2 separate regions of the Mus musculus genome follow, and region 1 is linked to region 2. Evidence: chromatin contacts called from public Micro-C data. All regions are on one chromosome and are shown on one strand. The core of a region is the stretch at or near the end of the contact, and the rest is flanking DNA. Distances in the headings are between cores, read along the strand shown. Region 1 overlaps Bcat2 (branched chain aminotransferase 2, mitochondrial). Region 2 overlaps Abcc6 (ATP-binding cassette, sub-family C (CFTR/MRP), member 6).

Evidence for each region. A called contact is a pair of places that touch in the nucleus more often than the background predicts.
Region 1: a Micro-C map of palatal mesenchyme shows a contact between it and region 2, with 2.5 times the contacts expected there. The contact joins two enhancer-like sites. A contact is called at or near these places in 2 of 484 Hi-C or Micro-C datasets (embryonic stem cells and palatal mesenchyme).

What each region holds. Positions count from the first base shown.
Region 1 is chr7:45,586,778-45,591,435 of GRCm38.p6, forward strand. It overlaps Bcat2 (branched chain aminotransferase 2, mitochondrial), which reads left to right. Exons shown (of 11, transcript NM_009737.3): 7 at 872-1,014; 8 at 1,158-1,243; 9 at 1,462-1,602; 10 at 1,677-1,751; 11 at 2,529-2,933. The coding sequence ends at 2,567. Among named protein-coding and RNA genes, the nearest start is that of Gm31479, 6.1 kb to the right of the region's middle. Within about 2 kb of position 2,519, at least 285 of the 459 cell types and tissues checked have an H3K27ac peak or open chromatin away from gene starts, as enhancers often do. A contact at or near this core is called in palatal mesenchyme, where this site is marked.
Region 2 is chr7:46,011,355-46,016,187 of GRCm38.p6, forward strand. It overlaps Abcc6 (ATP-binding cassette, sub-family C (CFTR/MRP), member 6), which reads right to left. Exons shown (of 31, transcript NM_018795.2): 8 at 4,060-4,239; 9 at 2,715-2,892; 10 at 1,140-1,301. Among named protein-coding and RNA genes, the nearest start is that of Abcc6, 17 kb to the right of the region's middle. Within about 2 kb of position 2,102, at least 99 of the 459 cell types and tissues checked have an H3K27ac peak or open chromatin away from gene starts, as enhancers often do. A contact at or near this core is called in palatal mesenchyme, where this site is marked.

The DNA of each region.
Region 1 (4,658 bases), core at 1,269-3,768, 420 kb before region 2:
CAGACACTTTCTGACCACACTTGGCACAGGAAGAGAAACAAGACCAGTTTTTGCACAAGGCTTAAGAACATGGGCTGGGATACTGGCCTAGGACACTGGGAGCCTTCTAGGGGTAAGAAAGTCTGGTGTGGCTAACACAGTGCAGGTTAAAACAGGAAGAGAGCCATTGTAGGAGTGCACAGCTGTCATCCCAGCACTGGGAAGGGACAAGAGGCTCAGGGATTCAACCACAGCTTCAGCTGCATGGAGATTTTGAGGCCAACCTCTTACCAGAGACCCTGCCTCAAAAACAAAAACAAGGACCAGCTGGGTATGGTAACTTAAGCCGCCCCCTGCCCCCCCCCTAAAGATTTATTTCTTTTATGTATGAGGACAGTGTTGCTGTCTTCAGACACACCAGAAGAGATGGTGCCACCATGTGGTTGCTGGAAATTGAACTCAGGACCTCTGAAAGAGCAGTCAGTGCTCTTAACCGCTGAGCCATCTCTCCAGCCTGAATATAATTCTTTAATCCCAGCAATGCAGAGACAGGGGCAGCCTGGGCCACTGAGTGAGTTCCAGGACAGCCAGGGCCACACAGAGAAATCCTGTTTCAAAAACTAAAACCAAAAAAGAAGAGTAGAGCAAGCGGAGCCGCTTGGTGTCACCACACCCGCGACCTTAGTCGCTGGAGAAAGGATGAACTGGACGCAGGAGAAGGAGCTGACCAAACGGGGCCTCAGCCTTGAGCCCAACTATTAGGTTAAGAAGTCTGTCCTGAAGGTTTAGGGGGCCACCGTTGGGCTGTGGGTTGGGGAAGGAGACTCCTTCTTGGCTGTGTTGTGGGGAGTACGGGGAATTCTTTGCCCAGTGTGACCAGGCTGCCCTCCAGGAACTATGGACCCACTGTGGCTGTGCAGCGAGAAGCCCAGAAGAGAGGCTGCGAGCAGGTCCTCTGGCTGTACGGGCCAGACCACCAGCTCACTGAGGTGGGCACCATGAACATCTTTGTCTACTGGACCCATGAAGACGGAGGTGAGCCTCCCCACGTCCCAACCCATACCCTGTATGATGCCCTACCTAATTCCTTCCCGGATCCTGGGCAGGGGGCTTCTAAAAGAACGGGGAGACCATGTAAGGGTGGAAGCAGTGACACCCATCTGTCATCCCTGATTTAGTACTGGAGCTGGTAACCCCCCCACTGAATGGCGTCATCTTGCCTGGAGTAGTTCGACAAAGTCTGCTGGATCTGGCCAGGACTTGGGTAGGGCCTGTGTGGCATCTGAATCTTTGGACCAAAGTGTCTTGAGTCGTGGTGCAGTGGTGGAAGCCTGGCCCACTGCCTGAGCCCTCTTTTCTGTGGATCTATCTCCCATCCCTGGGCCTCTGTCTTTCCCAGCAGCCTTAGGGAGGGAGTGATGGTGGTCTGCAGTAGGGCAGCTGTCTGGGTACTGGAGTGTTTCTGCATCCTTGTTACGGCAGGGTGAGTTCCGGGTGGCAGAACGCAAGGTCACTATGAAGGAATTGAAGCGGGCGCTGGAGGAAGGCCGAGTGCGAGAAGTCTTCGGCTCAGGCACTGCTTGTCAGGTCTGCCCGGTGCACCAAATCCTGTATGAAGGCAAGGTGAGGCAGAGCTGCCAGGGTAGGTGGGAAAGAATGGGCGGGAGTGCCCCATCCTCATGGCTCCCTTTCTGTAGCAACTCCACATACCTACCATGGAGAACGGCCCAGAGCTCATCCTGCGCTTCCAGAAGGAACTGAAGGCTATTCAGGTGAGCTCGTGAGCTTGTGAGCAACAACTTTGATTAATGGCTCCTCACCTCTGAATACCTGTGGCCAGAAACACGGGAATTGTAGGCCCCTTGCACGAGTCTCTGAGGCTTTGGGTCTTAAAGACAGACCTGCCCCCACCCCCCCCACCCCCCCCCCACCCCTTTTTTTTTTTTTGAGACAGGGTTTCTCTGTGTAGCCCTGGCCGTCCTGGAACTCACTCTGTAGACCAGGCCGGCCTCTGCCTCCCGAGTGCTGGGATTAAAGGTGTGCGCCACCACGCCCGGCTCAGAACCCCCTCTTTAATGAGACTCTGGGGTGTTGGGGGGGGAAGGCCTCCCACGACACCCTGGGGTTCTGGGCTGTCCCTCTGGCATAGCAAACCTTTTTCCCTTACCCCTCCCTGGCCTTGAAGGATTCCTCTCACAAGCCTCTGGTGAATTCCCAAATTCTTGTGAACCTAGATGGCTTCTAGAGAACCTCTGGGCTCATTTCCCACTGAGCTGGACCCGAGGTGACTGGGTATCCTGGCCCCATGTTGGCACCTAGCACAGCACATTTGAGCTGAAAACGCCGTTTCCCAAGAGCATTCAAGGCTTTGAAATTCTCTGCTTTGATGATTGATCCCTTGGAATTGGTGGTTGGGTCTCCGGGCAAAAGACTACACTTCCCATAAGGCACTAGGGCGGAGCTCAGAGAGTGGTCAGCTTGCGATGCTCCAGGGTCTACTGGGAGTTGTAGTGCAGCTGTCTTATTGCCGCAATTTCGTTGTCTGGCAGTACGGAGCCAGTGCCCACGATTGGATGTTTCGGGTGTGACGGTGGGGGCTGTGCCCTCCCTGGTTGGATCTGCAGACGTGCCGCATCTAGTCCAGCGTCCTCGCTTCCCAGAGACTCAAGAGAAGTGCAATAGGGAAAGGTCTGTCCAGATGCTGGATCTCTGGCACCCCCTCGTGGACGTTACACTCCAAAGCCTTAAGGGCGGGACCCATGCAATTTGGACGCCACCTCAAATTTTGGGTCTCAGGACTCAGCTGCTCCGCGTCCTGGTGTTCAAGGGAGAACCTTGGCTTCTTCTCTATCTCCGTTCTCAGGCCGGATCCCCGGTGCTCTTCGTGTCCTTCCCCCCCCCCCCCTTTTCTCCGTACTTGCTGCAATTTTGAAATAAAATGCCAAAGAACAAGACATTGGCTATCATGCTCTAAGTACCACCTTGGGTCGCTGGGGGCTCATCTCATCTTATTATCAGGGACCCAGCTTGTGGACTTCTCTGACCCGTGGGTTCCTTCTGTACTTTAGTATCGAACCCCGTTTACTGGATTCTCCCTGTACTCCTGTCTTGGGTACAGCCTTACAGTGGCCACACCAGATCTCTCAAGATCTCTTCCCTTCTTACATTTCATTGGTGTCCAAGCCCTGTTCCTGGAGTCCCTGACTGCTTGCGCTGTCCCTTCTTGTGTCCCCACCTTGGCCTGACTTCCTGGCCTGGTCTTCTGCCTGTCTCTATGCTAGCTTCCTCTTTGGCCTTCTGGCCTTCATCTGCTTCCATCTGACACCAAAGGGCTTCTATAATTGTGTCTCTCAGGGCCATCAGCTCCTCTCACAGGGCAGGCCACCTACTGAAGGGAGTCCCTACTTTTTTGACCGTTGCAGGAGTTGGATCATGCCATGTTTCCCTTCCATCTCTGTGAGTCTATGCGTCCCAATCCCTACCCTCCTCACGCACACACTTTAACAAGGCCCACATGAGCCTCCAGAGAGAGGCGATTAAGACCCAGGTGCAGATCTGGATTCAAATCTTGCCTCTGTCCTCAGTCGGCCTTGATTGGGCATGCCATTTCATTGCTGATCAAATTAGCTGGAGCTGAAGAGAGTCTGCAGGACTTTTTGTCAGATGTGGTCAGGGCAAGGCAGCCAGCAGCCTTGAAATAGGAATTCCAATTTTGGGGGCCCCAACTGACCCATTGCCACATCTCCTTCCCTTTTTACCACTTATTGTTCATGTAAAGGTTAGGGGCCAAAGGGACCCAGGGGAAAATCTATAGGCCCCTTGGAAACCTTCTTCCCTTCATCAACTCAATCTTCCTGCAAAAATTCTCACTTTTGGCCAGGAAGTGTTGGCACAAGCCTTTAATCCCAACACTCGGGAGGCAGAGGCAGGAATTATCTCTGATTTCAAGGCCAGCCTGGTATCCAGACCTCCAGGATAGCCAGGACGACACAGAAACACAATCTCGGAAAACAAAACAAAACAAAAAACAAACAAACAAAACCCCAGCAACAACAACAAAACCCAAACACATTGTTGTGATGGGCTGGCTGCAAGTGTTTCGCTGAGCGCTCATTTCCTCCTCTTGGCTCTGGATCTTCAGTGTTGCTGTCTAGATCTTGTGTCCTTCACTGGCTTCTTTCTCAAGGTCATCTGTGTATCCCTAGGTCTCAGGGGTGGGGCCATGGTTGTTTGTTCATGTAACACAAAACGTACTCATTTCAGGCTGGAGAGATGGCTCAGCATTTAAGAGCGCTGTCTGCTCTTCCAGAGGTCCTGAGTTCAATTCCAATAACTACACAGCAGCTCACAGACGTCTATAATGGGATCTGCTGCCCTCTTCTGGCATTCAGGTGTTCATGCAGATAAAGCACTCATAAAATGAATACTTTTTAAAAATTTTTCTTTAGATATTTATTTATTTACTTATTTTAAAGATTTTTTAAAAATTAGGTATTTTCTTCATTTACATTTCAAATGTTATCCCAAAAGTCCCCCGGATTTTTATTTATTTTATACATATGATGAGCACTCTGTAGCTGTCTTCAGACACACCAGAAGAGGGCATCAGCTCCCATTACAAATGGTTGTGAGCCACCATGTGGTTGCTGGGAATTGAACTCAAGACCTCTGGAAGAGCA
Region 2 (4,833 bases), core at 852-3,351:
CAGAGGCTGCCCCTCAGGCAGAGGCTGCCCCTCAGGCAGAGGCTGCCCCTCAGACAGAGGCTGCCCCTCAGGCAGAGGCTGCCCCTCAGGCAGAGGCTGCCCCTCAGGCAGAGGCTGCCCCTCAGGCAGAGGCTGCATAAACTCTGTCAGGTTCTCTGGGTCTCACCCATGTAGAACCAGGAGCCTGCTTTTAGTTATCCTCTGTTCTTAGAACCAAGGAATTGTAGCACAGGGAGGGTGAGTTAGTAGTGTGACGTTTAACAGCAAGTAAATGGTAAGAGCAAGATTTAAACCCAGGCAGCAGTCCATGCACAGCCAGAGCCAATAATAATAATAATAATAATAATAATAATAATAACAATAATAGTGATAATAGCAGATGCTTTTGTATCATGAAGCAAAAGGAAGAAAAGGTTTCCCGGCTGATGCCATGGCACTGTGCTTTCTGCACGTGGCGGCAATTCTTCCCCGGCACTATGTTTCAGCCTTGTGTTGGTGAGCATGGTTCAGCGGCACCAGCCACTCCAAAACATAACGGATTCGCCTACTGAGTTCCCCGAGAACCCACTGAGAATTGGTAATAGTAAGGATCCCATCTGGGTGGGCACACGCCTGTAATCAGGCACTTACAAGGTGGAGGCAGGAGGATAGAAGCTCAAGGCTAGCCTCAGCTATGTCATGAGTTTGAAACTAGCCAGGGTTACACAAGGTCTTGCCTCAAAAAACCCAAACCCCAACCTGAACCAACCTAAAACCCCAAAGTGAACTCATCCACATTATCATCAGCATTTTGAGAAAGAGAAAGAACTCAGTGCTGGAGGGGGCTAGCCTGGGCTTGAACCTGAGCAGAGGTCACTCTAAGACTCTTCACTTTGTATCAATTTACAGATGGAGACTGGGTTTAGGGAGGAGGAGGAGGGAGGGGAGGAAGAGAAAGAAGAGGAAGAGGAAGAGGAGGAGGAGCAAGGGGAGGAGGAAGAGGAGGAGCAAGGGGAGGAGGAAGAGGAGGAGGAGCAAGGGGAGGAGGGAGAGGAGGAGGAGCAAGGGGAGGAGGGAGAGGAGGAGGAGGGAGAAGAGGAGGAATAGGAGGAGGAGGGAGGGGAGGAGGAATAGGAGGATATGGAGGCCCAGATCCACACCTGCCACAGGTAGACAAAGCACACAAAGATCCACAGGAAGAGCAGCCACAGCCCGTTGAGGTAGATGATGCTCTCGGCCAGCCGCTGGATGTCCACCGACACCAGGTTGACCACGTCCCCTGCTGCGCTGGACTTTCTGGAACCACTGGACAGGACCAGGACCTGGGCCGGTGTGAGGAAGAGGGACATGTGAGGAGGGAGGAATGGGAGTGGGCACTGAGTGCAGGCCCAGCCTCAGTTTACCACCTATGCAGTGAACCTGTAAACTTTCCCAAGCTAACTCCCAGGGTTGGGCATGGGGATCTGGGGGGACACTGTAAGTAAAAATTACAGAAAGCTAGACCCGGGTGATCTGGGCTCATTTGCCCCCTGTGCTAGGGATACCCATGTCTGTGCTGAGAGCAGCCTCCTCTCCTCAGATGTCAGGGACAGATGCAGGCTACACTGTACTGATGCTGGGGTCACTCTGGTGACTGCAACCAGGCCTGTGGGTACACTGCATGGACCAGCTGTTAAGAAGTGAAAAGTGATTCCAGGATCAATGTGGACCCTATTTTACAGCTAAGGAAACTGAGGCGCCGAGAAGCGAAGCAACTTGCCCTGAGTCAGAGTCAGAGCCAGAGACCCATAGGCCAGGAATTCAGGACCCCTAAGGCATGGCACAGACAGGACAGGGTGTTAGATTGTCCCAGCCTGACCTTCCTGACCATTACTGCCTCCAGTGCCTCTTTCTCCAGTGGCTTCTGATCTGCCAGCTACTGAGGTCTCAGGACCCAGCGTGAGGAACACTGGCTCTTCCTGCCTGCTCTGTGCTGTGTGAGAGTTAATGTGATCCAAGGTGTAGAACTCCCCACTCTGCAAGTCTTCACAGAGGGCCAGCTGCAGCCCCACCCACGGGGACTTCCCACCCCTGCTGCCTCCTGAGAACTTCAGTGGAGCCAGGCTTGTTGGCACAGCTGGAGTTTGAGTGACAGAAGCAGAGCTCAAAGATGTTTATAGTTCCTTTCAATGGGCAGCCATGCTAAGAGCCAAGAAGGCGTCTCCCTGGGGGTCAGGTTACGTCAGCCCTCTTCTGAGGATCAAAGGCTGCCTTGCAGGGCAGGCTGTGTTTCCTCTTGAGCTCAAAGCCTTGGAGACTCACAAGGGATGTAAGCATCCTGGCGGGACTACAGGTTATCCTGTGTCCCTCCTCTGCACAGGCAGGCTAGAGAAACAATGGATACCTGGAAACTGCCATTTCCCCAGGAGCCCCACGCTGGGAGAAGGAAAAGACTGAAGCCGGGGTGCCAGAGAGGAGCTTGTCTTGGGAGAGATCTCACAGTGTCTTAACAACTTGCCAGAGACAGATGGTTGGGGCCACCCCCAGCCAGAACTGCATAGCTACACATATCTCTTATTCTCACAGTCAGGATTCCAGAGAAAGACTTAGGGGGAAGTCACTGTCCCTTGCTTGTTTAATTAACAGATTGGAGAAGGTACCCAGATCAGGGCCCGATCACAGAGCGTTAACCAAGGAGGTAGGAGGACAGGAGACTAGGCCGTATGGATGCTCACACTCCCGCCCCTGGCGCTCACCTTTCTGTACACCAGGCCAGTGATGGCTGTTCGCAGCCTCATCTGCAGGACCTTGGCTCTGTACATGTGCTGCTGTTCAAACAACGTCTGTAGGCAGGCTGCCGCGAACATCAGCACAGCTAGGAGCCAGCCTGTCCACGCCGAGGAGTTGCGGTCACCCATGAACTCCAGAAACAGACTGGGATGCAGGAAGAGGGACAGCAGTGAGGCCTAAGCCATCTGGGTGCAGGGTCATCGGGGTCATGACCTCTACCCTGTCCATGTTTCTTTTCCATGTGACTTTTTTTTTTTTTTTCTTTTTGAAACAGGGTGGGGATGGAGGTCGTGTAGCTCAGGTTAGCTTCAGACTCACTATGCATACCATGAGCTTGAGTTTCTGATAGGATACGGGCATGTAGGTGCTAGGGATCAAACCCAGAGCTTGGTTGACAAACACTTGACCACTGAACCGACACAAGCTGAAGCCCTGGTTTGGCTCTAGTTGGGGCTAGGACTCATTCTGTGTTTCAAGTCTCAAGCTGTGACCCTACTACCCCCAGGCTCTTGGGCGCTGTCATCACAAATCCCAATGCCAAGCCTGGCTTTACTTTCCATTTAGTAAGTGATGTAGGCAGGCCTAGAGCCCATGGTGTAGCCCAGGCTGGCCTGGAACTTGCAATCTTCCTCCTTTAACCTCTTGAGTAAGAATGACAGCTCCTCACTGCCAGGCTTTGCCGTGTGTGTGTGTGTGTGTGTGTGTGTGTGTGTGTGTGTCTGTGTGTCTGTGTGTCTGTGTGTGTCTATGTATGTTTGTCTGTGTGTGTCTGTGCCTGTGTGTGTCTGTGTATCTGTGTCTGTGTATCTGTGTGTGTGTATGTCTCTGTGTGTCTGTGTGCCTATGTCTGTGTGTCTGTGTATGTGTGATTTTGTCCTGTCTCCCTGGCCATGTCCAGTAGTACTTGAACAGTCCTGCCCTAGTCTCTTAGAGATGGAAATTGCATGGAGCAAAGCCTCGGTGAGACCATTTCATACATCTCTGACCTACTCAGCCATCAGCCACAAACACTTGAGTGGGCCCATCCAGTGGGATCCAGCCCAAACTGCCCATCCATACATCCTGATCAGCTGAGTGCGTGAATGCCTGTGACTTTAAGCTCTAACCTTGGGGACGATAGTTTAGCAGCAAACCTTAACTGATACAGCCCTCTGCCCTCCCGGGATCAGTCACTTTCTCCTGACATGTGTCCCCCACTTCCGCAGACTTATTGCACATGTGCTGTGGTCCTGAGTCCCTGATGTACACACAGAGGCAGAATTTTTCCTCCCAGGATGCCACTGAGGTACCTCAGCCAGAGCCAGAGCCTACCTGAGGAGCTTGGGAACAGCAAACCTGAAGGCATCGCTAATGACCAGGCTGAGGGTCCCCAGCAGGAAGGTGGACCGGAACACGCGCCAGATAGCCCTGAGTAGTGGGCCCCTCTGACTCCTCTCTGGCTGCAGGAAGGCCTCTGTCTCAGGGGCCCCCACACTACTGTGCCCTTTGTGCCTGGAAGAGAGGAAACATGGGCACAGGGCCCAAGTTATATTCAATGGCTGTAGCAGACCAACAAATTCTGGTCATTTATTATTGTTGTTTTGAGACAAGGTCACTCTGTAGCCCTGGTTGACCAGCTGACAAGTGCCCTAGAGGCCAGCTGCTGAATGCTCTAGAGGCCAGCTGATGATAAGTGCTCTAGAGGCCAGCTGATGAGTGCTCTAGAGGCCAGTTGCTGAATGCTCTAGAGGCCAGCTGATGATAAGTGCTCTAGAGGCCAGCTGATGAGTGCTCTAGAGGCCAGCTGATGATAAGTGCTCTAGAGGCCAGCTGATGAGTGCTCTAGAGGCCAGCTGATGATAAGTACCCTAGAGGCCAGCTGCTGAATGCTCTAGAAGCCAGCTGATGAGTGCTCTAGAGGCCAGCTGCTGCTGCTGAATGCCCCAGAGGCCAGTTAATGGTGAATGCTCTAAAGGCCAGCTGACGAGTGTTCTAGAGGCTAGCTGCTGCTGAATGCTCTAGAGGCCAGCTGATGATGAGTGTTCTAGAGGCCAGTTGCTGCTGAATGCTCTAGAGGCCAGCTGATAAATGCTCTAGAGGTCAGCT